Regions from separate parts of the Mus musculus genome. Here region 1 is linked to region 2. A link is a contact called in public Hi-C data. All regions are on one chromosome and are shown on one strand. Each heading gives the region's core, a stretch centred on a gene start, on an enhancer-like site or on the middle of the called end of the contact. The rest is flanking DNA. Distances are from core to core; before and after follow the strand shown.

What was found. Hi-C and Micro-C count contacts between places; a contact is called where the count stands out from the background.
Region 1: a Hi-C map of the MNK3 cell line shows a contact between it and region 2, with 3 times the contacts expected there. The contact joins two enhancer-like sites. A contact is called at or near these places in 1 of 15 datasets of contacts at CTCF or cohesin (the NIH/3T3 cell line) and 2 of 484 Hi-C or Micro-C datasets (3T3-L1-derived adipocytes and the MNK3 cell line).

The regions. Positions count from the first base shown.
Region 1 is chr14:9,988,608-9,992,555 of GRCm38.p6, forward strand. All of the region lies in intron 2 of Fhit (fragile histidine triad gene), which reads right to left. Among named protein-coding and RNA genes, the nearest start is that of Gm41096, 460 kb to the left of the region's middle. Within about 2 kb of position 2,249, at least 5 of the 459 cell types and tissues checked have an H3K27ac peak or open chromatin away from gene starts, as enhancers often do. A contact at or near this core is called in the MNK3 cell line, where this site is marked.
Region 2 is chr14:9,391,554-9,395,289 of GRCm38.p6, forward strand. No RefSeq gene overlaps it. Among named protein-coding and RNA genes, the nearest start is that of Gm41097, 55 kb to the right of the region's middle. Within about 2 kb of position 2,073, at least 25 of the 459 cell types and tissues checked have an H3K27ac peak or open chromatin away from gene starts, as enhancers often do. A contact at or near this core is called in the MNK3 cell line, where this site is marked.

The sequences.
Region 1 (3,948 bases), core at 999-3,498, 600 kb after region 2:
AAAACAAAGAAACACAAGAGCCTCTTGGGTTAGAAACCAGCTCAGTCTTAGGTTCTTAGGGACTCACAATTTGTTCTGTCATTTGCAGAATGTATTGCACTTTAATTCTTACATGATTCATCTTCCTAATGATACTTCGTTTTCAATCCAGAGATGTACCTTTTTCCACTATCCACTATCCACAATTCCCATGTTTACTTTTTAAAACTTTTAGCCTCAAGTAGTTCTGTATTTTCCTTTGGGCTTCTCTGTGTCACTCCAAATTGCTTCCTCTAACATAAAGATTCTCATGCTGTAAATTTGGTCCTTGGAGTGACTATACTGAGAGGTGGTGGCACATTACAGAAGTGGGGCTTGAGCATAGAGAAGCTTGCCCAGAAGAGCAGGATCCTCATGTCTAGATTAACATTTTGTTTGTTTGTTTGTTTGTTTTCAAGAGTTTGGCTCAGTTCCCATGAGAGTGGTCGTATGGTAGTAATAACCTAGGTCTCCCCCATCTCACAGGATCAATTATGGTGAGAAAATCCTCACATATCTGTCTTCCCCTGATCATTTCCTTCCAGATGTCATGCCCCCCCAACACACACACACACACACACACACACACACATACACAAGCAGCACATAAGCAGACACCCTATAATTTCCTGAAATTCTAGACTGCCTCATGTATCTTGTTATAGCAACAGAAAATACTAAGTCACATTGTTCAAAAATAATTCCCTCTCTCCAAATCACTTGAAAGGGAACTGTTAAGATCTAGCATGTTTGCTTAAAATGCAGCTATACTACCTAGGTTTCCAAAGTTCTTATATATACAAAATATACTCATATTTACAGAACTATAATCTTACATTTGTATGACAAAATCATTACATTGACATGTTATCAACTTGTTAAGAGAATTGTCACGCTCTGTGTCTTTTATAGAAGAAGGCTCATTCCCAGTGGACACAGTGATGATTATGTCATTTTGTGGGGTGTGTGTGTGTGTGTGTGTGTGTGTGTGTGTGTGTGTGTGTGCTCTTTCTTCTTTCAGTATCTTATAAACCATAAAAAGGTAGGGAGGATGCTGGTCCTTCCCCAAGGCCCATTTGTTGCACCTAATTCCAAGCCTAGCTCAAACTATATGGTCAGTAATCAAACATGGAGTGAAAAGAAAACCAAATCCACAACATCACAGCATTTTTATTTTATGGGGTGTGAGTGTATAAAAATTTGGATAAACATGACTTTGAGTCCTTGACACAGCAATAGAATGGAGACTAGAAATAGTCTTTCAGCATATTGGGTATATCATCCTTATTTGGAAGGTACTTTCAAGGTTGAATGTATGTCCATTAGCTAATGAATGGGTGAGAATGTTCAGTATAACTAACAAGGACTAATGAATTAGTGAAACTTTTCATGAGGTTGTTGGTTGATCAACAAGCTCTAGGTATCCCCTCCTTTGCTTCTATTTCCTAGCTTATTTCCACACTGATTTTTATGCATCTGTATTCAAAAGCTCAGGTAAATGAAGTGAAACTCTGGAGAATGATCAACACTAATAGAGTAGACTGAAAATTTTTAGACTGAAATTCCTACTGCTTAAAGTCACCATCAAACAAATTTTATTACATTTGAGCAATATTTAAAAGAACACCACACATTAATCTGCTCCTGAGTTAGATTGCTGGAGATAAATGAGATTCTGAAAGAGTAACTGAGGGAATTAATATGTAACCATCTACCCAGAACAGATTTTTTAAAAAGAAAATTGATTTTGTATCTAGAGAAATATAAAAGACATATTCATGCTATGAAACCAGGATGTAAAGTGGATGGACAGTGGAGTTGTATGGCAACTTAATGGTCTTTACTATCTGGTCTTTGTCATCATTGTGGTTCTTAAAACACCTAGAGTTTCAACCACTTAAGGATGAAGACATGAGCACTGGTACTGACTGTATAGGACACACAAATCCCAGGTACTCTCAGATCCAATATGCTTAGCCTAAGAGATCCAATATGCTTAGCCTACACAGTGAGTGACTCAGGCCTTCCTCAGGCCCTATGAGAGTACCACCTTCCATATTGGACAGAGATGGGGCAGGGGGAGGGGGTTGAAGACAGAAATCAAAGGAGCCTCACTACTTTCTGATGACACATATTTGTTCTCTGGTGCCCTGCCCTGCCCTGCCCTGCCCTGCCCTGCCCTGCCCTGCCCTGCCCTGCCCTGCCCTGCCCTGCCCAGCCCTGCCCTGCCTAGCCCTGCCTGACACAGCCCAGCTCAGCTCTGCTTTGCACCACTACACCACACCCAGACCCACCCTGCCCTGCCCTGCTCTCCCTGCTCTGCCACCTTTCCCTTGGAGAGGAAATATTGCACCCTAAGCAATGCAGTACGAAGCCCACTAAACTCCTGCTACACCCCTTCATGGGCTCTTCTTGTCCAGATGGATAAAGTAGAAAATCAGAGAAGAGGCAGAGGTAGGGAGAGGAGAGGTGAGTGGAGGGGAGGGAAAAGAAGGACAGGGGAGGGGAGAGATGAAAGGACAGGAGAATGAATGACCAGGAGGTTGTTCTGCATCTTAAGGTTCTTGCCTACTTCTAACCACTGTCATTAGTAAATAGAGCAAATCTGTGTCATCAGAAGTAGTGAGGTTCCTTTGATTTCTGTCTTCAACCCCTCCCCTGCCCCATCTCTGTCCAATATGGAAAGTGGTACTCTCTAAGGGCCCGAGTCACTGACTGTGTAGCATGGGTCACAAAAAAAGTAGGGCACACACTGGGCAATTCTAACTTCTAACTTCCCATCTCTCACCTTCATCGTAGCTACCCTGTTCTTTTTTTTTTTTTTAATCTTAAAAAAGGCAGCATTTTAAATGACCTAAATCTAAAAGTAGGTTACTTCCCACTTATAACTATTTCAACAGCATCTATAAAACCCCTACAGTTTCCATTTTCATGATTTTTTTCACCCCTCCCTCAACAAATAGAAAATCCCATAACTTGGTTGCCATTTGGCCTTGTATCACACTCCAAACCAGCTGGAAACCCAGGTCCTCATTATGGCAGATAATTCTTGCATCAACTATTTGTTCTAGGCTGATTTTACCACCACTGTGATGCAGCAGGTCTTCCCTTGTTTTGCCTGAAAAATTGGTTTAAGTGTGATCTGTCTGGAACAGATGCTACTCAAAACATGCACGGAAGCACACCTCAGTGAGGAATCCAGCTGCATTTCTGGAGAAACCGTGTTTAAACATAAGTTAATGTTTAATGGATATAGACCAAAACAGAAATAAGACAAAATACCAATGAAAAAGCCATATTTCCATAGTAAATGCTCAAGTATATTTGTCACACTTCACAGTTTGAATACGGTCTCTTAGGTACAAAGTCACTCAGAACAGGTGGTCAACCAACATCTTACTCTACACTCAAGAGATTTGTCCCCATTGTTCCACGTGATAACTCTAAATGCAGTTATTCTTAGATCACATTATAATTTAGCCAATGAAACATTTAATGAGTAGAAATTCAGTTTCTAGGCATGGGGCCCACACACACTACTATAGTATTTCATAAGTTTGTACTTAGATAGCTCACAGAGAGCACAAATATACACTGCAATGGCTGTGTTCATATATAATATACTCATAGATATGATATTAAGCTTGACCTCATATATACACCTTGCAAGGGTCTCTTTTATAACACTAGGTTTTGTCTCTATTTTTCCTGATTGTCTCATAGATGTACAAATACATTCTCTCTCTCTCTCTCTCTCTCTCTCTCTCTCTCTCTCTCTCTCTCTCTCACACACACACACACACACACACACACACACACGGTACCATCTACCACCATTTATTTCAAGACCTTAAATGTGAGGTGTGTGTGTGCATAAGTGTGCATGTATACCTTGAATTTTACAGTTGTATTGCTGTGACCTTTGTACTA
Region 2 (3,736 bases), core at 823-3,322:
GACTCATTTCAGACTTGCTATCTGCAAAACTCAAGAAAAGCTTCAGGGTGACTTCAGCCAATAGGAGGCCTTTGTTTTCCCCCTACTTTATTAAAAAAAAATATTAGAACATATTTGTTTTTGAGAGATGGTTTGTGTGGTGCGGGCTAGCTTGGAACTTAGCTGAGGGTGATCCTGCCTCTACTGTTATTTGCTGGGATCAAAGACATGAGCCTCCATAGCTAGGTTTATGCAATGCTGTGGATTAAACCTAGCGCTTCAACACAGTAGGCAGGCACTCCACCAACTGACTATCCTTGAAGGGCACCTTTAGCCTTCTGAGTCTGCCACTGCCTAATGGTGCAGTTGGAGGAGCTCCTTTAGGCTCTCTTCCTGCATGCCACGTCAGGGCTCCCGGCAAGCTTGCTTTAGCCCCAGAAGCTCGATATACTTGCTTTTGAGATCCCTGAAGCCGTTAAATGAAATGCCAATAAAATGCTATTTCTCGAGGATTGGGCTATGCCCCACCTATAACCTTAACTAAAAATGGTTCTGGACTATCTGTTCCAGGAAACAGCAACCGTGCCTCTGTTTCAGAAGGTTATTATGACCATCTGCTGTGACGCCTACCTTGTTATGACCCCCTTATTATGACCAACTTGAAATCATGCTTTTGTTTTAGGAGTATGTTATGGCCAACTTGTTATGCTTCTATTCTGCTTCTGTAACCCTGCCAATTTTGCCTGCCAAATCCCCTATTTGGAAATCCCCTACCCCTCAGAGCTAAAAACATCTTACCTTCCTCACATACAGTGTTGATCTCTTGAGCCCTGCCTTAAGAGGGAGACAGCCCAGCTTATGTACATAAATAAGAATCATAATTATAATAATAAAAGCTTGCTTTAATTGTTTGTTTTAAATAATCTGGCCATGATGATTTGAGTCGGTGGTCTTTCTCTTTGAATCGTTGAAAAGAACATGGCCTGCCTCAGTTTCCTTGTCTTTAAAATGACAATTTCACTGGAATCATCCTCATGAGGTTGTTTAGAGAATTACATGAATTATTAATATACAAACGCACATGTGACAGTAGTTAGCACATTGGCCAGAGTCGTAGGGATTTTATTGCTACGATGAAACATCATAACGAAAGAGCAAGTTGAGGAAGATTGGCTTACACGTCCATGTTGCTGTTCATCACTGAGGGACGTCAATGCAGGAACCCAATCAGGACAGGAACCTAAGACAGGAGCTGATGCAAAGGCCATGGGGAGATGCTGCTTACTGGATTGCTTCCCATGACTTATCCAGCCCCCTTTCTTACAAAACGCAGAAGCATCACTGCAGGGATGGCACCGTCTACCATGAGCTGGCCCCTCCCCCACTGATAAATAATTGAGAAAACGCCTTACAGCTGGATCTCATGATGACATTTTCTCAACTGAGGCTCCATCCTCTCTCAGGACTCTTGCTTGGGGCAAGTTGACACATAAAACTAGCCAGTATATCCAGAATCTACATAGGGCTCAGAAGCAGTCTCAAAGGCACAGCTTGCCCTGTGTCCAGAACTTTCTACTGTATGTAAAGCCTTCTGAGTTTGAAAATTGTTTAAAATGAGGCCACCTGAGTTGCTCTGTGCCTTGGAGAGGTGGAACCCCAAAACAGAACAGGCAGCAGGTGTCTTGTTCACTCAGCTCCAATGGCATGATTCCTTGGCTTCCTCTATAGGCTGCAATCCCACAGGCCTGAAACCCTACGGAAAAGAAGGGAGAGGCAGAGGAACTCTGGAGCCCTGTGCTGGTCTGAAACTGCACAGGCCTTGGAACACAGGCTCTGATGCACTCCCAGCCAGGCCAAAGGACAAAGCAAGGAAACCAGTTATCAGAACACCCAGCTGGCTCTCACTGGATGACTTCCTGCTTCTTGAGTTGAAAAGGCTGATGGTGTTCCTAGAGACAAGCAAGAGCCAGTTGTCACAGGAGAAGCAGCATGGCAGTGTGATTCAAGCTGTGACCTTTCAGAGACTCCAACTGTGTCTGGGTTTTCCATTTGCAAGCCCATAGCTAGAAACTCTACCTCCTCAGCAGAAAGTGTCCTCTTCCCAGCAGTTCTCCACTCCGGCCAGCAGATGGTGCAGTTTCCCCTGCGTTCCAGACAGTGTCTTGCTTTAAATCTGAAAGACAAATTGCCTATTTTGCTGGTAATATAAAAAGTAGAGGTCAAAATATCTTAGAGACGACAAGTTGAAAGATCTTTAAAACCTTTGCTTTTGTAGACACTAGATGAAATATGTGTTGTGATTTACAAAACTTTTATCTTATTATCTCAGCCCTCCCCCCAAAAAAGAAAAAGATCAAAATTGATTTTAACTTCCTTTTGGAAAAGGGCTTCAGCTGAGTCCTCCCTCTGTGTTTGACTGGCAGACTTTAAATTGAATTATTCGACTCTCTACTGTTGTATTGTATTACTAGTGTTTTAATGATATTGATAATGAGAAACAATAGAGTTTTACAGGCACTATCATGCTTTAGCCCCACAACACAAACTAGATGCCAGAATACACACTGATTGTATAGCCAAACCCTGAGGCTAAATCAGCACGCACATGCTTAGTGTGTCAGGGCAAGAGCTACTAAGAGTTAGTTTAATGAAAAGGTCGTTATCTTAAGTAAAAGCATGGTTGCCATCCCATTTAACTGTTAATTCTGCTATTTTCCCATGCCCTGGTTAGCTAAACTTAACACAAGACAGATTGTACACTAAATTACCAACAATGGCAGCTACAACGCTGGCAGCACTTACTCTGCATTGGGTGCTATGATGAAAGAAGCTTTAAAATCCCACAACAGGGCGCCATGGGGATGGCTCTGTAGTCAAAGCCCTTGCTCTGCAAGTGTGAAGATGCAGGTTCAGATCCCCAGAACCTATGCAGATGCCAGTTGAGTATGGCAATCTGCCTGGAAGGCAGGGTTTCCCAGCACAAGCTGGCTAAGGAGACCAACCATATAGGAAAGCTCTGGGTCTGACTGAGAGATGCTGCCTCAAGGTATGGTAGAGAGTATCTACCTCAGTCCTCAGGCCAACCCCCACCACACACACACACACACACACACACACACACACACACACACACACACACAAATGGAAAACCAGATTTGGTTACTTAAAATCCACAGCAGTGTTGGTGGGTAGGAACTGCCTAACAGTCATGTCACTGGTAAGAGAAATGAGGCCCAGTGAGGCTTAGTAATGTCACTTGCTAATTCCAGCACTCATATCTGCCACTTTCCTATTAGTGGCCTCCTGTCTTTCCTGTCATGGTTGCCTGACTGAATTTGCCTCTGTGTATTTCTTGGTTTCATGGTGGCATCTTCTTTAGCCTGAGATTTTCGCCTGGTAGGGCATTTTCTGGGTGGTCTGTTCTCTGTCTCTCTGCCTTTAAATGGGTTTTGCCTCTGAGCTTATGCCCACGCTGCCACTGAACAGTCCCAGTTGGTTAGTCTCCAGATTGATGCTACTAACAGACTTAATATCCCAAGATCACCTCATATTTCCACAGTATTAGAGACATCGACTATTTGGTGGTACAAATGGGCATGCAAGATGATTGTCTCAGTAGAGTGACCTCCTGTCTTTTTTTTTTTTTTTTTTTTTTTTTTTTGAGCATGTCTCTGCTCTGTCTCAGAAGCAAAGGAAACCGTGTTTCTCTCTCCAGTCAGGCAGAGACCTCTGAAGCTTCAGCTTCTACTTCAGCAAG